Regions from separate parts of the Gossypium raimondii genome. Here region 2 is linked to region 1. Evidence: chromatin contacts called from public Hi-C data. All regions are on one chromosome and are shown on one strand. The core of a region is the stretch at or near the end of the contact, and the rest is flanking DNA. Distances in the headings are between cores, read along the strand shown. Region 1 holds the start of LOC105791011. Region 2 holds the start of LOC105791018.

Region 1 (3,777 bases), core at 258-2,757:
CATTAAAAAAAAGAGAATAAAACACTAATAAGTCACCAAAAATGTATTCATGTGAGCTATCAAAGGGTATTATAGGACCCATACAAAAATAAAGCCAAAGGAAACTAACAGTAATATTCTTCCTAAGATAAGCCTGAGGCATGCACCCCGTTACATGCACTGCCTCATTTACAAAGAATTTAGAATGTAATAAGAATCATCTTTCTAACCAAGTTCCTCCTAATATTTTAATAGAATAAAAAACTAAAAACAAAACCACACATAGAAATTAAGGTAAAAAGAGATAAAATATTGAACAAAACTTACCCACATATTCCACCAGTACTCATATCAAATCCACCGTCAAGAAGTTCCCCATCATCAGAATAAGCAGGTTTTGCCATCTGTGAAAGTTGTTGATAGGGTATAAAGTAAGCCACAGAGGTCAAAAGTAGACCAACCCAATGTTTCCATGTGAATGAGGAATGGAAGATCAGCATCCTAACCAAGACGTATACAACCTACATAAATAGAAAATTGGAACATAAATCCAATAAAGTAAGATTGTTAACAAGCAGAAAAATGCAACTATGAAGACAATAAAAATATAAAGTACTAAAAATGCAAAACTATCCCAACTCTGTTCTTCCACATCAACTAAAAAGTAGCAAAAATTGCAAGAACTTTGATGTGGTGTGTCAAGAAAAGCTAAGACATCAGAAGCTACAAATAAAAAAAAGTGCAATGCTCAAATAAAATGGGCACTGCATACTATGTAGTGCAGTTTTGTTGCTACATACTATGTAGTTTTGTTGAAACTACCAAGCTAAACACTAAGAATAGGTTCCAACTTCCAATGGTTATGACGTATAAGATCAGCTTTGTTTACCAACCAAGCCGGCACTTAATATGCCTACTATGTCAGATCAGTTAATCACCCGAACATTACCAGGTTATCGCTACGAGCCACAACTTTCAAAGTTGATAATTTTCACTTTCACGGGTATGGCAAATGCATCCACAGTAAACACATACACAGAGATGTGCAGCCGGACTATAATTGGAAGCATTTATTGGTGAGCTAAGGATGCATTTCAAATGTGCTTAAAACCTTTAAAATTCAATTAGAAATGAATCAATGCCATCTATAGATATTAAGTTATCCATTTCCTGATTGCACATCATAAAGTAGCATAAACATACTTACAAAAGAAATCCTTCGAGAATCTAAGTAAATCAGAATCGAAAAATTTCAAGTAATTAGAAAACAAACAAGTGAACACTTGATTAAAGACGGGTTTCGACGATTAGGGGAAATAATTATAAAAGAAGATGAGAGCGTACGTTACAAGCAATGATGAGGTGGCGAAGATTGGCCATGTGGCGGGTGTTCTCTTCTTTGCGCTTCTTGGCACCTTGATTTGCCATTTCCTACCCTCTCTGGTCAACGGGTTTGACTCTGGCACCCTAAAGGAGATCTGCTAGTCGAAGAAATAAGGAGGAAGGGAAAGTAAGTGATGAAGATTGAAATGAAGACTTTAGCTTCCACAGAAGCCCATAACTTTGAGTCAAGGCCCAACCTGTAAATCTGGTTAAAATGTATGGTTTTTAAGAAATGAATTCTAATTTCAAAATAATGTTTTTTTAGGAAAAAAACATAGAAACGTTCAGTTTCATGCATTTCATCAATAAAACATTTCTTTATCAAAATTTATTTAAAGAAGTAACTATTTTTCCTATTTGTTATTTATTTTGTAAATAATATAAAATAATCACAAATTAAATATGAAAGGAAAAGGAAAATGTCGTAATTGTTTACATACAAATGAAATAATATATGCCAACCATCCAAAATAGTAACACCCTTGATAAATTATTGAAAAATTAATATTTTAGTTATTTAATTTTTAAGTATATTTGATAATTCATAATAGAAAAAGTAACTGATGAATTTTTCAATGAAAATATGGGAAATGATAAGCACATAAAGAATTATTTATCATTTAATATAGAATTTTTAATTATTTTATTTCTTTTAACATTATTTTTAAATGCTTTATCTTTAAAATTTTAAAATTATATTTATCAAACACTCCAACCATATTCTATAATTAATTTTAAGAAATATATCAAACATGTTATTTATACTATTTATAAAGCTATTTACTAAGTTAGTATCACCTATCAACCGGTCTCAACTTAGGAAAATTATATTAATGTCCTTCATATTTAAAATAAATTATATTATATTAGGGTACTTTAGTGTATATATATGATGAGATTTAAACTTATGACACTTGGGTTAGTAAAACTTATATTTATCACACAACCAAAGTTTTATTTTTATAGTTTTATACATTTTAATTTTATTATGTACACTTTATTATTTTCATTAATTGTATATCTATACTATTATTTAAGCCTCTGGCTAAGTTGGTGATATAATGGTAGGTAAACAGAACAAGATCGTAAGTTTATCCAAGTCGCGAATTTGGCCTAAGACTCTAGACGAATGAAGGAAAACTTAGAGTTTGACACAACTTGAAACACAAACATATCCAAATCATATCTATGAATTAAAAAAACAATAATTAGAATAAATAATGAAGATGAAAAAAAAGGTCAGTTAAATAAATTAAAGATTTGAAGAATTAAACAAGAACAAGTTAGAACAAATAAGAAAATAAAAAAGATAAAAAAAAAAAAGAAGAAAAGGATGGAAAGTGATGTGTAGAAGTCCTAAGGAGCCTTGAAAACTAAATAAATCTACAACCCCCTTCAAACGATTCTAAATTTTCTCCAAAAAAGAAAATTTGGCAAGAAAAAGGTTGAAGATGATCCTCACAATTTGAAAATATTGTTAAAACTCTTCTAAAAGAAAGCTCAAGAGAATTAAAAACTCAAAGGGAATTTTATTAACTCAAAATGAATAATGAATGAATTGATTCAAATGTATACGATGAAGAGACAATTATATAGGTTAGTTAAGTACATCTAAATAAAACTATCAAGTATACTGAAATTCTAGTTAATTTAAAGAACAAGTAGTTTTAAACTAAAATTTCTTATTGACATAAAACTCCTAAATAACTTAAAATATTTAAAAATTATCCAAAATACAGAATAAATAAATAATAAAATAATAAAACTTAATAAATATAATATTTAGCTTATATATAATAAAAATTAAGCCTAAAACTCGAACCCAATATGATTTAAACTCGAATAAAAAATTTGAAACTCGTAGTTTTCGTAATAATCCCATTCAGAAATTTTACTCGCGTAGTCTTCACTAAAACGATCATAACTTGAATTTTCGAACTCAAAATCGAGTGATTCAAAGTACATTACGAAGCTAAGATACAGATCTTTGATTGATAAGGGACATATTGACCCAAAAATGCACCGCAAGTCAACTGATTATAACATGACTAAGCATATAGGTTTGATTAGGATCCTTGAAGTGTAACGCTTAAACTTGTTAATATCTTCCACATGGGATTGTCATCATGAATTGAGATTTTAGGTCCAAGAACAAAATTGGTCCCTTCTAATTCATCATTGCTCCATATTGAACTCTATAGTCCATCATCTTGGATCTTCAACTTTTCTTCTCTAAATTTCTTTGTGATAAGTCTTGAACGAATAAATTTAGTTTTGACTTTAACTCATTGGATTTAGATCTCGTGATTGGGCCTTGAGGGAAACTAAGCTCATTTCTATTACGACCTTTGAATTAGACTGGGCCGCTCGTATCAAATTGTGTCATGAGTCAGCTGAGCACCAACTTGGTTAGGG
Region 2 (3,793 bases), core at 1,182-3,681, 160 kb before region 1:
GCAAAAGACAACACAGAGAATTCACCCTTGACATGAGGGATTTCTCATCAGAGGCTGTTGTAAATTGAGTGTCACTCAGAAGGTATTGTGCAATATCCTCCAGCATTTCCTGGCAGTCTGGTCTATTTTCAGAGGATGGATTTTCGGAGGTCATGTGTTCTGAAAGACGGTGTCCAATGTGGTTCATAAGATCACTCATGGACATAGAAGGGTGAAGTCCCGGCACTTTTATCTGGTCCCAATTTCTAGGCCCCTTTGAATCCACTGCTTCACAAACTCCGCTTCCTTCAATGGCACAAGAGTCTATTACTAATGTGAATTGAGAAATTAACTGGACAAGAAGAAATGCTAAGGGAACATCTTTCTACTCAGCTAGAACTATAAATCTAATCCCAAAAAAGAAAAAGGAACAATATCAATGCACATACTAAATCCAACAGAGACCAAACAAATCAAATAGCATGCATATGCAGCCAATATATGCAATTTTCTTAAAAAAAATAAAGGCTACTGTGTTCTTTACACTGCTCTGCTGCCTATATCAGCATCACCACCACCACTAACAGAAAGATTCATAACATCAAGCCTGTGTAAAATCATTATTAACAATAAAAAGCAACTTCCTATGAGATCACACATTGCACCAAATTAAGCATTTGACTTAGAAAGGAGTAAATAGAAGAGATTACAAAAGGACAACATAACATAAAAACTTTATCCATGAGCACATCAACAACAAATTCTGAGCTCCTGATTGTACCTGAACTGGGAGACGGAGCTTCCCTAGACATATTTTCCGAGGTTATGGCAGCAGAATCCCCTTTCTCAATCTCCAAAGACGAGGAGTGAGCTGCAACAGGTGATGCTATATTCTGGAAGCCAGAGCTAGTAGATCCTTTACCAGTCTCCCCTTGGCCATAGTCATGCCCTTTAGGTTCACTGGGATCCTCAAAAACAGAACTCCGTGATTCAAAGTACAGTGAATCCAAAATTATCTCTGGCTGTCTGCTTAAACAGTTCAAACGCATATCACATTGGACCAGTTTTTCAAAATGCTTGTTTAACAACCCTTGGGGACACTGCAGAAAATGTTGCCTGCAAAGTAAGCATTACAAAATTTTATTAGCAAATTAGCCACATAACCCTATGCAAACAACTAACGTAAATTCAGCTTGTATTTCCACAAAAAGGGAAAAAAATAAAATACACATCACTTTTACCTATGTATGCTAGCTTGACCATCCGTAAAATCTGAAGTTGTCTGCCATAAGGTGTGTTTTCTAGGCTGCGGATTAGTCTCCCGGAAGAAAAGGGGCTGTCTAGCCAGCTGCATCATTACAGGCACACATAATTGTTGCAGGAAAACTAAAAAGGAGATTGGAAACTGAAAAGGATATCATACGGAACATGGGAAAGTTTACCACAACATTCAAAGTCCCGGGTCCATTATCAGGACAATTTGCCTTCAGACCCATAATATCCGACCACTGTATTTCAATCTTACTCTTAAGCCCACCTTCCAACACCTCCCAGACAAGCTTATGCTTTGCAAAATAACACTTGGCCACTAAATCACCTTCATACCTCGACTTATACTGCAAAAATAACCAAGTAAGCAATTCTTCAGCTACTTGACCCCCAAAATGAATGTATTTAATAAAATAAATGAATAATAAATAATAAAAGGTACCTCCCAGTGGCCGATTCGAAGAATGGAAGCTGGAAAATTTGAGGCTTTAAGCTTATCGGTAGCGGCAACAGCTTTACTCTCCTTTTTGACACCAGAGTTCAAGCTCTCAGCTTGGGCGGCTGAGCTACCGCTTTGGGATTGAGAGAGGCGCATTTGGATCAAATCCAAAAGTGAAGGACTCTTCCTTAGCTTCAAACCAAGTGGGCTCGGCTCATCCAACGGGTTGTATTGCGCTGGCGGGATCGGGAAAGCATTGCCATCGTAGGTCCACTGACAAAACATATATACCCAGAAATGAAATCTTTCAGATTTCAAAGCTCTAAAAGAAAAGCTCTTATTCTTATCTAAATACTTTAGATCTCTCTCCAAAATAGGGAGAGTTTTTGTTTATTTATTTATTTCATAGGGTAAAAAGGAAATTTGAAGGGAAAAAAAATACCTGTTGAAGATTTGGAGAAAGTTTGGATCGTTTATTAACAGGGCCATGTTCTTCCTCTAAAGAATCCTCTACGATCTCCAATTTCACCGGCGCCTTGTCCCGGCACGCTTCGGGTTCCGCCGTAGGAGTTCCCGATCTCATCAACTGCACCATCCAATCTAAGCAAAATCCCTATTTTCCCAACACCAACCGAAAAAATCGCGGAAAACCTAGCTTTAAAGTTTTTTTTTTTTACCTCTAATCAAAATTTAAGGAAAGAGAGCAAATTTCGGAGATTCTGAAACCCTAGAAGTTACTTTGGAGAAATCTAATTAATGGAGTTAAAATGGGGGAAAGGGGATCCCTTTTGGCGGCGAGCACGTGCGAATCCCGCGTTGTTTGAGCCATCGCACGTATAATAAAGTTCGAGATTACTTTAATACCCTTAGTTGTGGCAATTATTGGGGTTAGAGTTAAGGTTATTTTGGGTACTCTGGGAGAAAAGGGAAGCATGTGCTGGCAGACATGTAAACACATAAATGGATAATATGCGGGGCCCACAAAGTTAGGATTTCTTTTAAATGACGGCGGTGGTTTGGTGCTGTCTTACACGTGGCGTAAGATCCGACGGTAGCTTCTAGCATAGTGCTTTCAAAGTTGACACGTATACTGTTCATTGGATGCCTAGTACAAAATGGTTAATACGACGTTGATTTGTTTTTCTTTAAGGGCCGTTTAAATATTTTATTTAATTCATATTAAAAAGTAATGAAGTAAAAAAAAATTTTGAAAGAAACTAGGCTTACGTTAAACAAAACAAAGAAAGGAGGTCCACTACAAAGATAAACAGAAACCAAGCAAAACAAATCCAAGCAAACAGAAAATGAAAACCAAACAAATCAAACTGAGAAAGCTAAGTACATAGCCCACGCAGCAAATGAAAACCCTAACAAACGCAGGTGAGCAGATATCAAAAGTTAGATGGCAACAGAAACAGCTAGAAAACAAAAGATCCAACGAGAAAGAAAGACCAGGCAGGCTAGCACACAGACTTCAAGTACAAAGAGAAACAGCGTCGATCCAAACAAGGGCACAGGGACATCACCAGAGCAAAGAGAAATTCGTCAGAAACCAACCTGAACCCTCAAGCGCTCCCAAAAGAAACTATAGAAAACCTACGAAAAATACTCCCCACCCCCTCTCCACTTTTCATTAAACGCCTCACAAATCGAAGAGATGATCACACTCCATCGCCCGTTATGCAAAATCGGGAACACCCCGCACATATAGGAGCCCATCCCTTCTTTCAAGCCTTCCTTAGCCAACAAATCAGCCATAGTATTACCCGCGCAAAGGAAATGCCAAAAGTCACACCTACAAAAATATCCCGCCCAATGTTTGATGTCTCAGATATAAGCATCGAGGATTGATAGATCAAACCGGGAAGACTGGACCTTATGAAGTACCATAAGGGAGTCACCTTCAACAATCACATCTGGGAAATCAAGAGCCATGCCCGAGTGGACCGCATGAAGACAAGCAATGGCCTCAACTGCAAAAGCAGAAGGTATGTGTTTACAGACCACCATGTGCAAAGCCAATACAGTCCAATGGCTATTTCTGATAACAACTCTCACGCAGGATGTCCTGAAAGGGGAATGAAAAGCCGCATCAAAGTTGATTTT

What was found. A called contact is a pair of places that touch in the nucleus more often than the background predicts.
Region 2: a Hi-C map of leaf shows a contact between it and region 1, with 3 times the contacts expected there. The contact joins the promoter of LOC105791018 here to the promoter of LOC105791011 in region 1. A contact is called at or near these places in 2 of 2 Hi-C or Micro-C datasets (both in leaf).

What each region holds. Positions count from the first base shown.
Region 1 is chr8:21,699,756-21,703,532 of ASM2569854v1, reverse strand. LOC105791011 reads right to left here and starts at 1,507. Exons shown (of 5, transcript XM_012618862.2): 1 at 1,324-1,507; 2 at 307-500. The coding sequence starts at 1,407.
Region 2 is chr8:21,861,248-21,865,040 of ASM2569854v1, reverse strand. LOC105791018 reads right to left here and starts at 2,431. Exons shown (of 6, transcript XM_012618873.2): 1 at 2,130-2,431; 2 at 1,691-1,960; 3 at 1,422-1,595; 4 at 1,221-1,327; 5 at 761-1,095; 6 at 1-285. The coding sequence starts at 2,282.